2 separate regions of the Mus musculus genome follow, and region 2 is linked to region 1. The links are chromatin contacts, called in public promoter capture Hi-C maps. All regions are on one chromosome and are shown on one strand. The core of a region is the stretch at or near the end of the contact, and the rest is flanking DNA. Distances in the headings are between cores, read along the strand shown. Region 1 holds the start of Ppp2r5a (protein phosphatase 2, regulatory subunit B', alpha). Region 2 holds the start of Sertad4 (SERTA domain containing 4).

Evidence for each region. Promoter capture Hi-C pulls out the DNA fragments that hold promoters and counts their contacts.
Region 2: a contact with region 1 is called in a promoter capture Hi-C map of pre-B cells, with 3 times the contacts expected there. The contact joins the promoter of Sertad4 here to the promoter of Ppp2r5a in region 1. A contact is called at or near these places in 2 of 39 promoter capture datasets (cranial neural crest and pre-B cells).

The regions. Positions count from the first base shown.
Region 1 is chr1:191,395,067-191,398,589 of GRCm38.p6, reverse strand. It overlaps Ppp2r5a (protein phosphatase 2, regulatory subunit B', alpha), which reads left to right and starts at 1,549. Exons shown (of 13, transcript NM_144880.4): 1 at 1,549-2,354. The coding sequence starts at 2,174.
Region 2 is chr1:192,854,089-192,857,611 of GRCm38.p6, reverse strand. It overlaps Sertad4 (SERTA domain containing 4), which reads left to right and starts at 1,860. Exons shown (of 4, transcript NM_198247.2): 1 at 1,860-2,169. It overlaps Gm15867 (predicted gene 15867), which reads right to left and starts at 2,684. Exons shown (of 2, transcript NR_131748.1): 1 at 2,534-2,684; 2 at 756-1,597.

The DNA of each region.
Region 1 (3,523 bases), core at 300-2,799:
GACTGGGAAGGCTGTATACAACTTTTTATTTTTTATATTTAATTTTATATTAGAAATTTCATACAAGTCTTTTCTGTACATCAAACATATTCCCCTTCCATTAATCCCTTTAATTCCCTTGGACAACTTCTTATGCTTAGCTTTTATTTCGCAAATTCTTGATTTAATGTACCTATGTAAAATCTAGGAATCGCAAGCAAAAGGAAACAAGATATTTATGTTTTTGAAACTGGCTTATTCAGCCTAATATGATTATCTCCAGTTGGACCTATTTTCCTACATGTTATTTCGTTCTTTATGGTGGAAAAATATGTGTATACACACCATATTTCCGTTATACATTCTTCTGTTGTTATATAATTTGGTTAAGCAAATGTTTTGAGTGTAGGTTTAGAACTCTACTTTTGCATACTTCTCGATCCTCCTCAAGCATTAGGCCAGCCTACTTAACCTCCGTTTTTATGTCAAAAGGAAAAGGTGTGGGACTTGCAGAAGAGACTGCAGAGCAAAGGGGGCACTATGGGCAGGCGGGATCACTTTCTGTTGAAGCATCATACGGATGCCCAAAGCTAACATGAGCAGTTCTTGGCTTTAAATATAAAACTTAGACGGAATCTCTTAGGAAGAGATTCCCCAAATCAGCTAATCTGAACTTGACTACAGATGACTGAAGGGCCTCAGCAGAAGAGGTTAAACTTGGGCTAAGTTCGAAACGGGAAACTTCTTTTCAGAGGGCCTAGACTTGCAGAGCTCTCTGAAGTGGTAGAGACGAGCTTGCCCAAACCCCACGCGAGATCAGCGATCAGCGAACCGCGGCGCCAAGACCTCGGGAGCTACAAATGGACTCCCCAACCACCAATTACGCGGTTTAGGACCGGAGAGGAGAAGGCCCGCCCAAGAACGTAGCCCCGCGCTCCGATTGGACAAGCTCATTTCTCTCCCGGGGCTCCTTCGCCTGTCAATCACGTTGCTCTGACACGACCTTGGCCCCGCCCCCGTTCGACTGACGCAATGCTTGGTGTTCTTGGGCACCCCGGCCCTCGCTTCATGTTCTCATTGGTAAGCAGGGCGCAAAGAGAGGGAGGACGCTCTTCTGCTTTCTGAGCTGCCTGTGTAGTTTCCCTCTTAACGCGCTGTCTGGAGAACAATCCCAGCCTGGAGCCTAGCGCAGGCGTACACAAGAGCCGACAGCGGCGCGGCGTTTCCCCTTTCTCCCTCCCGAGAGCTTTCCTTTACAGTTGTGACGCACAAGGCACCCCGCTCACTGCCTTCACTTGCGATTGGTTGTGGCCCGCGTCTGTCACGTAGCCCCTCCCTCCCACCCAGCTATGGACTCTTGATAGACAGCCGGGAGGCCACGCCCCCACCCCCGTCTGCCGCTTAGCCCTGCGATTGGCCGAGGGCACTGGCATGCTTTCCCGCCCCGGCCCCCTCCGGAGACTCCGGAGGCTAGTGGGACCCCGCGGAAGTTGTCAGTCAAACTCCTTCCTCCACCCCCCGCGAGGACCTCCCCCGGGCCGCGGGAGCGCGCACGCACGCGCACCGAGTCCCCCCTCACCCGAACCAGCCACCCTCTCAAGTTGTAGCAGTTGCTTCCCGGGCGTGCTCCGTGGGCGGCCGGTGGGCGCGGGAGGCTGAGCGAGGGCGACGCTCCAGGGATCCAAGGATCCAAGGATCGGGGTACGGGTGGCCGCCCCGGGCGATGAGGGGCCATCGCTGACAGGAGAACGAGCGCTCGGCAGCGGCTCGCGCGGACCCGCGATGGAAGCGCCCCGGGAGGAGGCTCCCGGCCGGGCGGACAGCGCGGGCGGCAGCCGCTGAAGACCTGTCCGGACTCCGCGCGCTAAGGGGCCGCGAGGCGCGCCCGGCGTCCGCACCCGCGCGCTCGCCCCAGCCGTCCAAACTTCGGGCTCGCCTCCGCCCGCCCTCGTCGCCGGGCGTCAGCAACTTGTGCGGCCCGCGCGCCCCCGCCCTCCCCTCCGCCAGCCCCGGGAGGCGGCCGCGCGGCGCGGGGATGCGGCCGTGAGGCGCTGTCGGGTGAGGAGCAGCTCGCGGAGCGCGAGGGCGGCGCGGCCGGGGCCCGGGGCGCAGGGGCGCAGGCCCGCCGTGCCCGTCCCCCGCCGATTGCCCGGGCCAGCCGCCGCGGGAGGCGCCGATCGCCCGGGTCGCCGAGATGTCGTCGCCGTCGCCGCCCGCACCAGTTGCCTGCGCCGCCATCTCGGCCTCGGAGAAAGTGGACGGCTTCACCCGGAAATCGGTGCGCAAGGCGCAGAGGCAGAAGCGCTCTCAGGGCTCGTCGCAGTTCCGCAGCCAGGGCAGCCAGGCGGAGCTGCACCCCCTGCCCCAGCTCAAAGGTAACCCCCGGCCGCCCCTGGCCCGCGCTCCCGGGGCAAGCCCTACTCCCCTTCCCACCTGCGCGCTTGCCCCGCCTGCCCTTGCCTTGGCGATTTCAGGGTCCCCAGAGGTACCTGCGCTCCCTTCCCTCGTCCAGTCTTTCGACTCCCTGCCTCGCTGAGCCTCAACCCTGGTTTTCTCCAAGCTTAGCTAGTTCTTCTCTTTCTCTGTTTGTCCCTCAGTTGTCACATCCAGGGTCCAAACAAACTGCTGCCGAGTTAGCTGGCCTTTAGACGTAGCTATATAGAACTAGCTTAAAACCGGGACCAGGTGACAGATCTTACTGTCTCGTTAGACGTAAATGTTATACCTCAGAAGACCTCGATTGTCTTTGGAGAGGTTATGAAGGAAGAGTAATTTCTTTGCCGTGGAACGGGAACTTGGTTAGCGCGGCTATGCTTCCAAGGACTTTGTAAGGTTTTGTAAGTAATTCAGATTGGTATCCGTGCCTAATGCCTCGCAGGAGTGCTTGGCACTCCTTTTGGCTCTCTTTTCTCACCCGGTTTGGAGGCTTTTCATGAGTTGTTTACTGGCGTTCTTGCTTATTCTTTGAGAATTACTGGCTTTTAATTTAATAATTTTACGTCTTTGCATTTTATGAGCTAGATGTCATTAATGGAAAAGATGTTTATGTTCCTAGATATTTAAGAAATTCTTTGCAACCTGATAGAAACCTAGAGAATGAGTCACAAGGCCAAGAAATAAAAGAAAGGCTCATGCCAAAATAGATAAATGATCAGCAGATTTTTCAATTCTTTTGACAAAGATCCAGCATCCCTTTCAAGGCCAATCTGGTTGTGATTTGTCTTTGAGTCTATGAATCCTGACTTAGTTTGGCAAGGAGTGTAAAGAAAACCCTAGATCAAATCAACAGTTGACCAGCAACAGCTTGGAACCCCATTTAAACTCTACATCTGCCTCTCGGGGTGCTTCTGAATTAAGGATATACCACTGGTAGAATCACACAGACTTTTGAAAATAGTTTATGTTAGGTGTGTGGTGTCTCATTTGTTGCTTTATTGCTCTTTACCATACTAGAATTGTTCAAATTGATACAGCACTGTCAGTGGAGTGCAGCCATAGCCTAAAATAACTCTGTCCTACCTGTTAGGATAGTGAATTGCTACTC
Region 2 (3,523 bases), core at 611-3,110, 1.5 Mb before region 1:
GGTGCTATGGAGTTTCCCCAGAAGGCTGGGTTTTAGAGATAAAGCTCTAAAGAAGCAAAAGCAGCTTGTGCTGGATCTTAGTCTCATGTTATTTCTCAATTTTATGCTTAATTTGCTCCTTTTGGTTTTATGTATTTTGACACAGCTAAGTGTGTGTGTGGATTCCCCATAGCCCTTTAAATGCTATGAAACTTTAATATGGGGAGATAAAAACAATAATAAGCCATGCCTCCGAGCCCCACATTTAGTTCTTTATTTGAGCTACAGGATAAACAGTTTTAGGTTAGAATTTGGATTCCCCAAACTGCACTGCTTTAAAGCAGTTGTGCCTCCTCCCTCCAGTGAAGAGTAGACTCTACCCTCAACCTGGACGTGGGACTCTCATGGACTGAAGAAAAAAATTATCTCGAAAATTCCGAAATCATCATCTAATGCCCATCTTGGCATGAGTCAGGGCAATTTAACATGGTTTGGAATGAACCCAAGAAAGCCCAATCTCAGGCGTGCAACCCTGGACTGTCTTTTGGAAAAACTGAAATATGCTGGCCACGGCCTCCTGTTTTCAGCATTGTTCTCTTGGTGTCCTGATACCCTAAGAATTTTTGTGTCTTTGATGCACAGAGTTCAATAGAAACACTTTCTAAATAGATTAGTCCTGACGATGGTTAATATTTGCTACTTTATTGAATAAGGCACATTTACTTCATAAAATAAAAAAAAGGAAATTCACTTAGCTGCATGTCAGTCACCCAAATTTTGAGTGTACAAATGAAATGGAAAACATTTATTACACAAATTTAATTACAATTCTAGGAAATAAACATGCAAATCAGATGGAGCTCAATCTGCAGGCGCTGATCCTCTCCCCCTGGTTTGCAGTCTGTGCGCCTCCTGGATTCGCAGCGACCAGGCAGTCAGAGGCCTGGATCTTGCAGGCGGGAGGATCACTGCTATAAAGAACTGTGTCACATTCAGCGCATCTGGCATAGTAGCAGTTCTTAACACTTTGCACAGGTGCCTCCCTTCCCCCACCCGCGCTTTGTTACGGTCTACCTCTCTAAACCTCTTCCTTCTTTGCACCAGAAGTGACCTCTTCATGACAGAGGGACCCAGACAGCAGTTATGAATCAATGTGTTTGCGGTTTGTTTGTTTTGCTTTTAAAGAAAAACCCAGCCATGCTTGGTGGCACTTGGTAGACAGAGACATACGGATCTCTAAAAGTTCAAGTCCAGCCTGGTCTACACAGTGAGACCCAGTCTCAAAAACAAAACAATAAAAATCCACACAAAAACTAACTCCAATAGAATCCACTACAAGAAGAGGGGGGGGAAATCACTATTTATAAAATAAAATGACTTGAGCTCCTGTCACAGCCTTTCCACCAAGGGCAAGCTTCTTTATTAGTTTTTGTTTGTTTGTCTGTTTGTTTTTCTTGTAGGTTTCCCCCACGGGGATCCGCACCCAGTAGCTGCCAGTTCACGTGGCCGCAGGATGAGTGCTGCCTTGTTACACCCAGGCTGCTGGGGAAGGGATCGAGCGGGCGGGGGAGCGCAAAGGCTCAGTCCAGCTCTGACATCTGTTTCTCATCTCCGTGTGCTGTACAGAGGGGAAGAAAGTCTTTAGTAAGGGGTGGGAAAGGCACAGATTTTTTTTTTCAAATCACACGCACACACAATAAGAAAACTAAAGCAAAATCTAAAAAATAGACAAGACGTCTGGGCAGGTTGCGATGAACGCTTCGTGCGTTGCAGCCCCTGCCTCCCGCGGGCTGCGCGCGTGGGGTCCGGGCTGCGGGCGGGAGCGGCCCGCGCGGCCCCGAGGGCGGAGGCGGAGCGGGGGCGGAGGCAGGGCGGGCGGGGGCGCGGCGCCCCGCGATCTGGCAGAGCGGAGGGAGGCGGGGAGCGCGCTTGTCAGGTTCCCTCTCGCCCCGGGGGCATCCAGCAGAGCCAGGCTCGGAAATCCGCGGGGAAATGGCAAACAGGATTGACGGGTTTCTCGCGCTCCTCGCCAGACACATCGGCTCATTTCCATAACCGTCTGCGGCGGCGGCGGCGGGACCTGCGGGGACCTCGGCCGCCGCGTACCCGGCCACGCCGACTGGGCCCGGGAGGCGCGTGGGCAGCGGCGGCCGCGCGGAGGACGGCGGCGGCTGGAGCGCGGGGCGCGCGGTAAGAGCCGTGACCCCAGGGCGCGCGGGGGCGGGGAGGGTCGCGCGTGGGGCTAGGGCGCAGCTGGACACAGCGGGGCGCGGGGGCGGCGCGCGCTCTCCGGGGTCGCGCGCCCTTCCCGGGAGCTGCGGCGCGCACGAGGCGACCCGGGCGGTGGGCGAAGACCCCGTGGCGGCGAGTCGGGTTTCCCCGGGTAGCAGGAGGGTCGGCCTGGGGCCAAGAGGGTAGGGAGGAGGGCCTGCGGGGCGCAGGGATGCGCGTTCCGCGGAACAAGGCGCCGCTGCCGGAGCTGACACCTTGTGTCCCCCGCCACCTCCGCGCCCGCCCCTGCTCCTGGCTGCGGGCGGCGCTGTCCTCGGCTCACCTCCCCGCGGGCTGCCAGGCCCACGCCCCCGCCTCTAGCAGTCTCCTCGGCCCCGCAACTTTCCCGAGTGCCGGGCCGCAGGAGCGGGGCACCAAGGTCCACCCCTAGCTCCAGCGGCGCGTACCGCGCGGGCGGCAGCAGCTCGGCGAAGGACCAGGGCAGCTGCGGGCTGGAGTGTGGCCCCGCCAGCCGCTGTGAGTCATAGCCTTGGAATCCCACCTTGGCGTGTATTTCCCATAGAAGGAAACTTGGTTTTTAGAAAGAGCGAATAATGATAGCCCTTATTCTTCAGGAGAGGCACTGGGCTCCAGCACCTTGGAAGACAACTTGCCTTTGTTCCCAGACACTTGGGCTGTTTACTTTTCCCTGCGGCCAGCGGCTAGCCGGACGGTGCCCTCGGTCCAGAAAAGGGCTTAAGGGCAGTGATACCAGTCTCCAGGGTGCGTCTGTTTGAGACCCTGGATAAGGGACCCGTCACACCCCTGTACCCCTCCTAGGGCCTGGACTGAGAATGCTAACCCCAAAGCTCCCAGTGGGAAACCTCTGACCTCCTTAGTCGTGTCCGTCCCCCCCCCCACACACACACACCTGCATTCCCAACCCCCAACACCGACAGAGAACTCTTAGCCTCCTGGGACTGCAGCTGGCCATTGCACTTCCCGGGGCACCACAAGGACCTGAAAAAAAAACAAAACAAAAAAAAACCCGACACCTGTCAGGTTTGGAGCGTTGAAGGGTTTTGTTCTTCCCACCCAGCCCCTCCCTCCACCATTGGTTGAACCAGCCAAACTGTTGAGCTTCTGCCTGGGACCGCCTGGAGACCGTGGGTGGGGAAGTCATTTGGCTCTCCAGGACAGAACACTGCAGTTCTCTGGATTGCAGCGGTCACCCCATGCAGTCCAGGGTTGGACTCTGTCTTCCAGCAGCTTAGAGGCACCTTATATAAAATGCTCTGCAATTCCCAATGTCAGGAGGAAGAAGGATACTCCT